Linked DNA regions of Nothobranchius furzeri: region 1 is linked to region 2. A link is a contact called in public Micro-C data. All regions are on one chromosome and are shown on one strand. Each heading gives the region's core, a stretch centred on a gene start, on an enhancer-like site or on the middle of the called end of the contact. The rest is flanking DNA. Distances are from core to core; before and after follow the strand shown. Region 1 holds the start of LOC107381036 (vang-like protein 1). Region 2 overlaps LOC107381036 (vang-like protein 1).

Region 1 (4,358 bases), core at 938-3,437, 94 kb after region 2:
ACATCAGGAAGAATTTGCTTGTTTCTAGCGTTATCCGTTCTTTCATAATTCGTTGTCGCAATGTGAGCAGGGGAAGCTTTTCCAGTTCGCACCTCGCTTATTTTACAGCAGCGGCCCAAAACGATCTGCTAATACGTGGATTTTCTGCTTCCTGATCACGTGACGTGACATAATCAGATGAAGATCAACTTTAGAGCTTTACGGTGAGGAGACTCGTTCCGACGCCCACCCAGTAAAAAAATGCAATTGTGACAGCAAGCAATTGGGTTTAAAATGACGACTTTAGTCATCAATAAGAGTAAATGTGGGCATGCCATTTTCAAGCAGATTTCTCATAAAAAGGCCTAGGGTTCATGAGGTTAAAATGGTTAAAACACTCTATCAGGAACACTCAAAAACCCCAAACAACTGGTGCTGTCTTAAAGGCATAAAACCCTCCCAACCCATTCCACTACCACCGCCGTGCCACACACTTGGCTAGGTGTAACACTGCAGGGGAACATTTTCTTTCAGTAATCACATCTTAAAAAAAAAGTACTTATTTTACTTTTTTTCCGTCTTCCACATATTTTGGAAAACCTAATTACTATCATTGACAAACTATATTCATCATTAGATAAAATATTTTAGTGTGCTAAAATCTCAGCAAATTTATAATTGGTGTTCTAAAAAATTGTCAAACATTAAAAAATATTCTATTTAAACCAATAAATCGTTGTTTTAGTTGAATATCAGTTTATTTTCACGTTGTATGAATCAAGTTGTCAGTTGTCAAAAACTTGCTAATAAAAATCCTCCCCATATAATGGCACTGCCACCACCGCTCTAAAAAGTAAACCGTTTAGTGAGGGTGAAAGTCTTTTTATTTATTTATTTATTTGCTCCAGAAGCACCTGTTAGCTAACTCTTCACCGCTTTTGTGGCAGCACCAACCTCCTGTTAATAAATAACCCTGAAAAGCAGCCTTTCCTTGAACCACAACCCACAAAGTCAACAAAAAACACAAAACCCTATTTTTCCCATGGGGCTTTTTGGCTCCGGGATGATTCAAACTTCAGGCAGAGTCAGTTTGTTGACCAGCGGAGCACAGGAGGAGGTTTCGCCGCTTATGCCCTACCTGTGACCCGCACACGCGAGCAGGAAACTCCCTGGTTTCACCGTGGCCTCTGGAGCCCCCTCCTCCTCCTCCTCCACCCGCTCGGTTCCCTCGCCTCGTAGCTTATCCAAATGACTTGGTAACGACACAAAACGCACATAACTGTTAGATAATTGCGCGTTTCTGGGACCGTTAAATGAATTGTGTTATTTTTCGCCGCACAGGTCCGCGTTGAGTCGGTCCTGTCGCAGGTTCCAGTGAACAGCTGAGCCGCGGAGCACCAGCCGGGTTCACGCGGATCCGGTCAACCGTGAAGGAGCACAGTTGACTTTTCTTCTTGTCTCGCTGTCTGTTTGGACTTTCGGTGTGACTGCGAAGCCTTAAAAACAGATTATGCGTCCTCACTGGGACGGAAGGACACCAGACCCAGCAGGGCATTGATATGTTTAAACGGGTTTTACGGTCCCGTCCGCAGTTTGAAGGCATCCAAATGAAGTTGGAAGCATTTCGTTTCAAACAGGTAGGCAGCAAAGGGCGTTTTCCCAAGTGTTTCCTAAAAATAACACACACTAAACGAAATACACAGTAACAGCAAGTGATGTTGGTGTTGCTCTAGATGCTAACCTACATGTTTAAGCTTCAGAAATTAAAGCAGTTTAACCTCCAAGAGGGTGAGCGTCACACAAGTGAGTCGGCACCACCAGCATCTGCCCTATGACAGTCTCTCAGGCGATAATAAAGCATAACTCACCCTTTGTCGGTGGCGATATCATTCCTGTGGTTGATAATTTAGCCAGAGGTTGTAAAGTGGGACAGGGTACAGTGGGAAGTAGCCCGTAACCGGAGGAATCACCCTGGCAGTGTCAGGAATCTCAGAGGGCAGAGCCTCTCTGTGTGCAGTACCGAGGCGAGGCGCCAGGGGGCGACGTCCACACCACGAGACAACCTCTCCAAACACCAGAAGAACAATGAAGATTAATGATGCGTGATCATCACAGGAATTTGGCCAGCACCAGCAGTGGGACTGAGTTTCTCTAGTCAAACACTAAATTTAGACAGCCACTTAAAGTATTACATCATAAAAAAATCATTTAAAGGTTCTAATCCACACTTCCTGTAATTACTGCATTTATTTTAAGTGATTTTTGAAGTAAAACAGTGTAGACTGATATGGACTGGACAATGGCCAATACCAATGCTGACTTTTTTCAAGAAATCAGATATGCTGAGTAGTTGCTTTGTTTCTTCAGACTATAATTAATAAACCTTAGAATCAGAAACAACAGGGCTAAATACAAAAGTCACGCTTTAAACTAGGGTTTCATTTATAAAGGGGAACAAAGCTAGCCAAACAAATAACTGACCCTCAACCAAATAATTGGTATTCTAACTAACTGATAATAAATCTCATGTCTCTGTGGAGGAAATAGTTCCCAGTGTTCTTTATATTTTTTTGTTGTTAAATTAAGATTTTCTGTACAGTTTCGTATCTTGGTTAATCACTGCACTTTATGTTTGTAGAGAAATGGCCAGGCTTAGCACAAGACCTGCGAAAGAGAAAAACTACAAAGATGGCGCCGGCCCAGGAACAGTGGTTTGAAACAGCTTTAGCATCAGCTTTGACAATTTAGACTAGAGCTTTTCTTTGTGGTACTTAAGCCTTTTGTTTTGAAAATGGATGCGTTTGCTTCTTCTTCAAGAGAGGATGGTTGACTCCCTTGATTGGCTGATTTTCGTAGCAATGAATGTGTCACGTTGTTCTAGCGATGGGTACCGAATTCGGTACTTTTTAAGGTACCGACCAAATTCCACAGTACCGACTGAGCACCGATTCACGTCATTTGAAACGGTGCCTCGTTTCGGTACCCGTCCATAACAAGAACTAGCCTAGACAGCTGCGCATGCACAAGAGCGTTATGTCATCGGTCCCTGTGAGCCAGTTGTAAACAGAGCAGCATGGTAGAAAGAACGCACGCTAATGCTTGGGTCCACTTCACTAAATGTGATGGGTAACTGGGTGATGATGAAACCAGCAACAACGATCTAAGTGAGACATCCTCATCTTAATCTGCTCCGGTAGGTAAATAAAATGTTTAAGATAATGTTAGCTTGGTATATTAGCTTCCGTTTCGCTAATGGTGCATTCGCTTTCTCTTAGGAACTCCGAATTTCCGACTGGGAGAACATGAACGCGCTCTAAAGTTTGGCTTCGCTTTACTAAATGCGACGGCTGATTGGGTGAAGATGAAACCAGCGACAATGATCTAAGTGTCAGGCATCGTCGTTTTAATCTGCTCCAGCAGCTAAATAAACTGTTTAAGATAACGTTAGCTTGATATGTTAGCTTCCATTGCCACCATTGTTATCAGCTAATGGTGCGTTCGCTTTCTCCTCGGAAATTCTAACTTCCCAGTTGGAGAAATCAAAAGAAAAAGGACGGCAAAAGGAATGAAGATACACAGTAAATTTAGTTCACAGTAGAGATGTTTGCTTCAGTTTGATTATCAGCTTATAAAACTACAAGGACGATGTTAAAATACAAACAGTTGTATGTTATTTATCGTGATATTTATCAAATATGGTTATATATTGAGAAAAATATATATTTAATTATAAAAGAGAATAAAAATATTAAACACTCAAAAGTATCTAAAATTGGTACCGTTAAGTACCGGTATCAATTCCTAGGTACCGGGAATTAGTACCGAATTGATTCAAATGTCAAAGGTACCCATCCCTACGTTGTTCATTACTCTGATTGGTCCTAGCTCTGTGCAATTGTGTGCTGAGAAGGGATTACAAGTTAACAAAGGGTTTATATATTTTTGACTACAGAAAACCAATCTGTCTCCTTTTTTCTCTCTATCAGTCTTGGTCATGGTCAGTGAAGCTGAATGAGGTAAACAAACGACACGCTCTCCAAAAGCAGCTAAACAAAGAGCAGAGCGATAGCGATCTAGCTTGGACACAGTCAGTGAAGGAAACACAATGCAGTCTAGAGCCCTTGAGGCAGCCTCTTAAAAAGAGAATGTTAACAAATAGCTGCTCCAGCGTTGATTATTAGGATTTGAATTCAGCTCGGATTGTTCTGAAAAATGACCAAATTACACGTGGAAATGTATTAATAAGGGTTCTCTGTAAGTTTTTGAGATGAGATCCAATGAGGTAAATGAAATTAGAGGCCGGCCGATATGGGTATTTTTTAAGGCTGATGCAGATACCAATTTTTAAAGAATTGTGTTGCCGAATACCGATATATATA
Region 2 (4,453 bases), core at 1,072-3,571:
GCATTGGCAGATCCACGATTCGCTGTGTGACAGCTGTTGTCGGACCAAGGGGGTGGGTGGGTGGTAGTGGCAGATGCGCTCTTTGACGACTGGTGCTCCCACCTTACATGTGTGACGTGTGTTTGGACTTGCCTGTTTTACAAGCTCAGTTACTGCTCTATGTAGAAGACCACAGGCGAAGGACAACATTAAGAACGGTTAATACCCACCAACTAGTAAGGCCCAGCCCCAATACTCGCACTTCCACCTTTGCATCCTTCAATTGCGTGTTCCTGGCCAGGGGTGTGAGTGCGTAGGTGTCTCGGTCCTCAAGTGCGGAAGCTGACCACGACCCTTTTGCACCCTTGATCCACATTTTGCCAAGTGCTTGTTTGTTTGAAAGTTGTTAATAAAGGTTTAAAAAAAGTAGGACAAACAACTGGCATGCAGTATTGGGATTGGGCCTTATTTTACACCCAAATAATGTTTTCTGTCAAAGAGCAAACTATTTTGGGAAGTGCTGCCACCTACAGGCTCGGCAGGGCATTGCGAATGTACTTCACAATGCCCTGATTATTTCACTGAAAACGAGATGGTGTGTACCCAGGGTTTTTTCCTAGCTGGGCGAGAGAGGATATTGTTTTACAAAACACAGCTACGTGTGTTCATGGTGTAAATAACGCAGTTCACCACAGTTAAGAGACCGCAGTGGCTCAGGTGATAGAGCGGGTTGTTGGATGCTGCTGAGTCCATGGGCAACCCGCCTTGCCTCCTGGTGGTGGTTGGAGGGACTGGTGGTGCCAGCGTACGGCAAGCCTCGCCTCTGTCAGTGAGCCCTAGGGCAGCAGTGGCTACATTCACAATTAAAACAGCAGGAAAAATCATTGGTGCCCAACTGCCCTCTGTCCAGGAACTGTACATCAGCAGGACCAGGAAAAAGGCAGTGAATATTGTCCAAGATGCCACACATCCTGCATCTACTCTCTTCCATCTCCTCCCATCTGGCAGACGCTATAGATCACTGTACACAAAAACCACCAGACACAAGAACAGTTTCTTTCCTTCAGCTATTTCTCTCCTGAATCTGTAGATTATTTTACCATCCTTTTACTATAGTTTTTAATACTTAATCAGTATGCTTATGGATATGTGTGTGTGTGTGTGCGTGCGTGCGTGTGTGTGTGGGTATGTATATATGTATATAGGTGTGTGCGTAAATGAACATGTGTGTGGGTATACATGTTCTTATGTGTTTTTAGGTATTTTTATTCTCATTTATTATGGTTGTTGTATGTTTTAGAGAGCGAACATCTACCGAAGACAAATTCCTTGTAAATGTAATTTTTACTTGGCCAATAAATCTGAAATCTGAATCTGATTGTAGCTCATCATCACCAGCATGTGAAAGTGTGTGTGAATGGGTGAATGACTGTTGTGAAGCACCTTGGGGGGTTGTACAACTCTAAGAAGGCACTATACAAATACAAGCTATTTCACAGGTCTGGATAGAATGTTTATCTTAAAGAGCAAGTCACCCCCTGCCAGATTCTTACTCAATTCCCACTTCCTGTTTGAAAAATGCAACAAATGCTGTTGCCTAGCAGACCAAGAGGGCGGGGCCACTAACAAATACACACACTCACAACATTGTGACATCATAATGTACCATCGAACATCATAGTGTACCTCTTAGCCAATAGCGATGGCAGATTTAAATTCAAATGCAGTGCTGAGTTTTTGCCTGACAACGGTGCATCGCTGAGTTTTAGGCAGATTATTTAAATTTTAACTAAGATGCACTAAAGTGCCGAGTTATTGACTGAACGTGTCTACAGATAAATTATACACTCATTTAGTTTAGTTGATTTGAGGGTGACTTGCTCTTTAATAAAACATTGACTCAAAAACTGCATTTTCCTCTTTACTTTAATATTCATTTGGTGATGAGGTAAAAATGACCTTAAATGATACTAATGCAAAAGTTTTACAAACTTTCTAAAAAGTTTTTATTTTTTCTTACAAAAATCAATCCATCCTCATCACAAATCCACCCACCAGACTCCGAGCTGCGACAGAGGCCTGTAACCCAGCAACAGTGTTTGTTTCCATAAATACAGAGTAAGAAAAAAATGTCAAATCGACCAGGAGGCACAGTCATATCGGGCTTGTAGAAAAACCAAATCAAGCACAAGTCTTTGAAATTTGAGCGACATGTTCTTTAAATTCATCTTTGATTTTTCTTTTAGAAAGAAACCATTTAAAAATTAAATAACCTGACAGTTACATGTTTACCCACCAGAGGGCAGCAGAGGACAATTAACTTTGTGATCCATGACCTGACAAAAGATTTTTTTTATTTTTTAAAAGTGAGTTACCAGAGCAGGCACCATGGAGCTGATGGGGTCATTTAGCTTATTTTTATTTAAAAATGTATGTAATAAATCATGCAAACGAAGCAGGAATGGTCTCCGAGCCAAGGAGGTGAAGTGAGGAAAACCAGATAGTCCAGTTGGGAGGGAGGTTCCACCTTGCTGCAGCTCTAATTGTTGATCATGATAAAGAATGGTGGCAACAGTGAGCCCTGAGAGACGACATCATGTGACATTACACTCTTCATTCACAATAATGCTCATTTTCATCCCACATTTCCCCTTTTTCTCCCTGTATGCCTCCAGATCTTTTCCTTCATAGGCAGAATTTGGATGTGGAGCACCCCCAGAGGCTACGAGGTAAGGTGTATGAATGGACGTTAGCTTTATACGCAGACACCTCAGAGGCCCAGCGTGTCTAAATCTGGTGAATCAGTAGTTTTTTTAGTATTATTCCAGGTGACGCGGAAGCAGACACAAAAGCCCTGAGAGGATTACTAAACTGCAGAGGTGAAAAAAAGGGGGCAAAATGTCTTTGGGCACGTGTCCGTATCAGTTTTATCCCGTGCTCCTCAACTACAGCTGGGATGTTTTTGCTTTTATGGCACCTGGAGAAGAAAAATGCACCCAAACAACTCAAAGCATCTCATGTTGGTGGCTAATGCTAGCCCTCCTGGTTGCCGTGGTAACGCCACGAGCCTCAGCAGGAGGAGCTCAGCCTCTCCTGCTGAGCTGAACCTTAAGAAACTTTCTGCACCATTCTGAAGCCCGTTTCTGTGTATAAAGTATAACTGATCATATCCTGTTGGAGAAAACTTCTCGAAGAACCTCAGCTTGGAGAAATTACCTTTTGACATGCAGGAGTGATGAGCTAACGGCTAGTCTGAACAGAGCCAAGACAAACACGTGTTGCTGCTTTACTAAAACAGCTCCAGTCTCCTGAGCTGAAAAAACAAGACTTTGAGTGATGGTGAGGATTTAACATTTTTACGGCTTTCTACTAATTTTTTTAGGACTTTTCGTGCGAGTTTTAAATTTAAACGCAAATTTGGCGTCTAAAAGAAAAACACGACAGTTTGAGTAATCATTATTCTTGCACAGTTTTGTTTTACTGCTGTAACATTGCAGGTAAAACAACACATTTAATGGTTTTGACACAAAAAAATCTTCTAGATTTTCTCTAACCATGGTGCGGTGAGCAAAAAAACACTTTTTTTTAAAGCGAACTGAACTTTTTTTGTTTGTTTTTGAAGATCTTCACATCTGAACAGAACCCCTTATGTAATTGGATCAGTCCCAAAGTGTGGTCAGAGCTGCAGTTTTTGCTGTTAACCCGTGTCTCTAATGGTCAGGGTATCTGCAGGTTTAAGGGAGCCAAATTTATGACTATTTAAGACCTTTTTTAAGGCCACTTTGACCAAATTTAAGCTTGTCGTCGTTTTCCTCCGCTTAACCGGGTCCGGGTCGCGGGGGCAGCATCCCAACTAGGGAGCACCAGACCGTCCTCTCCCCGGCCACCTCCACCAGCTCCTCCGGCAGGACCCCAAGGTGTTCCCGGACCAGATTGGAGATGTAACCTCTCCAACGTGCCCTGGGTTGACCCGGGGGCCTCCTGCCGACAGGACATGCCCGAAACACCTCCCCAGGGAGGCGTCCAGGAGGCATCATGACCAGATGCCCAAACCACCTCAACTGACTCCTTTTGATCCAGATCCAAATTTAAGCGATTTTTTAAATTAATTTTATGCTATAATTTCCAGCTATTGCCTGGAACCGGTGCTAACCACGTCGCGAACATGGGATTAGCCATCCAGTTACCATTAAACTTGCACTTCTCCATGGCGCAAGCTCCCACTAGCTTAACCAGCTAACATGCTCATCTAAAATTAGTCCCCTTTCACAACCAACTGAATGTGTACGGTTCCGCTTACGCCAGCATCGTACACAAAAAATACTGAAATTCACGAAAATGTCATAGAAATAAAATGATCTAGTTTATTGGGTCTTTGGTAATTTAAGACCTCTGGAAACTTATTTAAGGATTATTTGTCATTTTTAAGGATTTTCAAGGCCTTAAATTTGGAAAAGTAAATTTAAGACTTTTT

The links. Hi-C and Micro-C count contacts between places; a contact is called where the count stands out from the background.
Region 1: a contact with region 2 is called in a Micro-C map of tail fin, with 20 times the contacts expected there. The contact joins the promoter of LOC107381036 here to the enhancer-like site in region 2. A contact is called at or near these places in 2 of 2 Hi-C or Micro-C datasets (skeletal muscle and tail fin).

What each region holds. Positions count from the first base shown.
Region 1 is chr14:55,681,415-55,685,772 of NfurGRZ-RIMD1, forward strand. LOC107381036 (vang-like protein 1) reads right to left here and starts at 2,188. Exons shown (of 10, transcript XM_070544198.1): 1 at 1,848-2,188.
Region 2 is chr14:55,587,705-55,592,157 of NfurGRZ-RIMD1, forward strand. LOC107381036 (vang-like protein 1) reads right to left here. Exons shown (of 10, transcript XM_070544198.1): 10 at 1,962-4,453. Among protein-coding and RNA genes, the nearest start is that of LOC139062703, 12 kb to the right of the region's middle. Within about 2 kb of position 2,322, at least 1 of the 3 cell types and tissues checked has an H3K27ac peak or open chromatin away from gene starts, as enhancers often do. A contact at or near this core is called in tail fin, where this site is marked.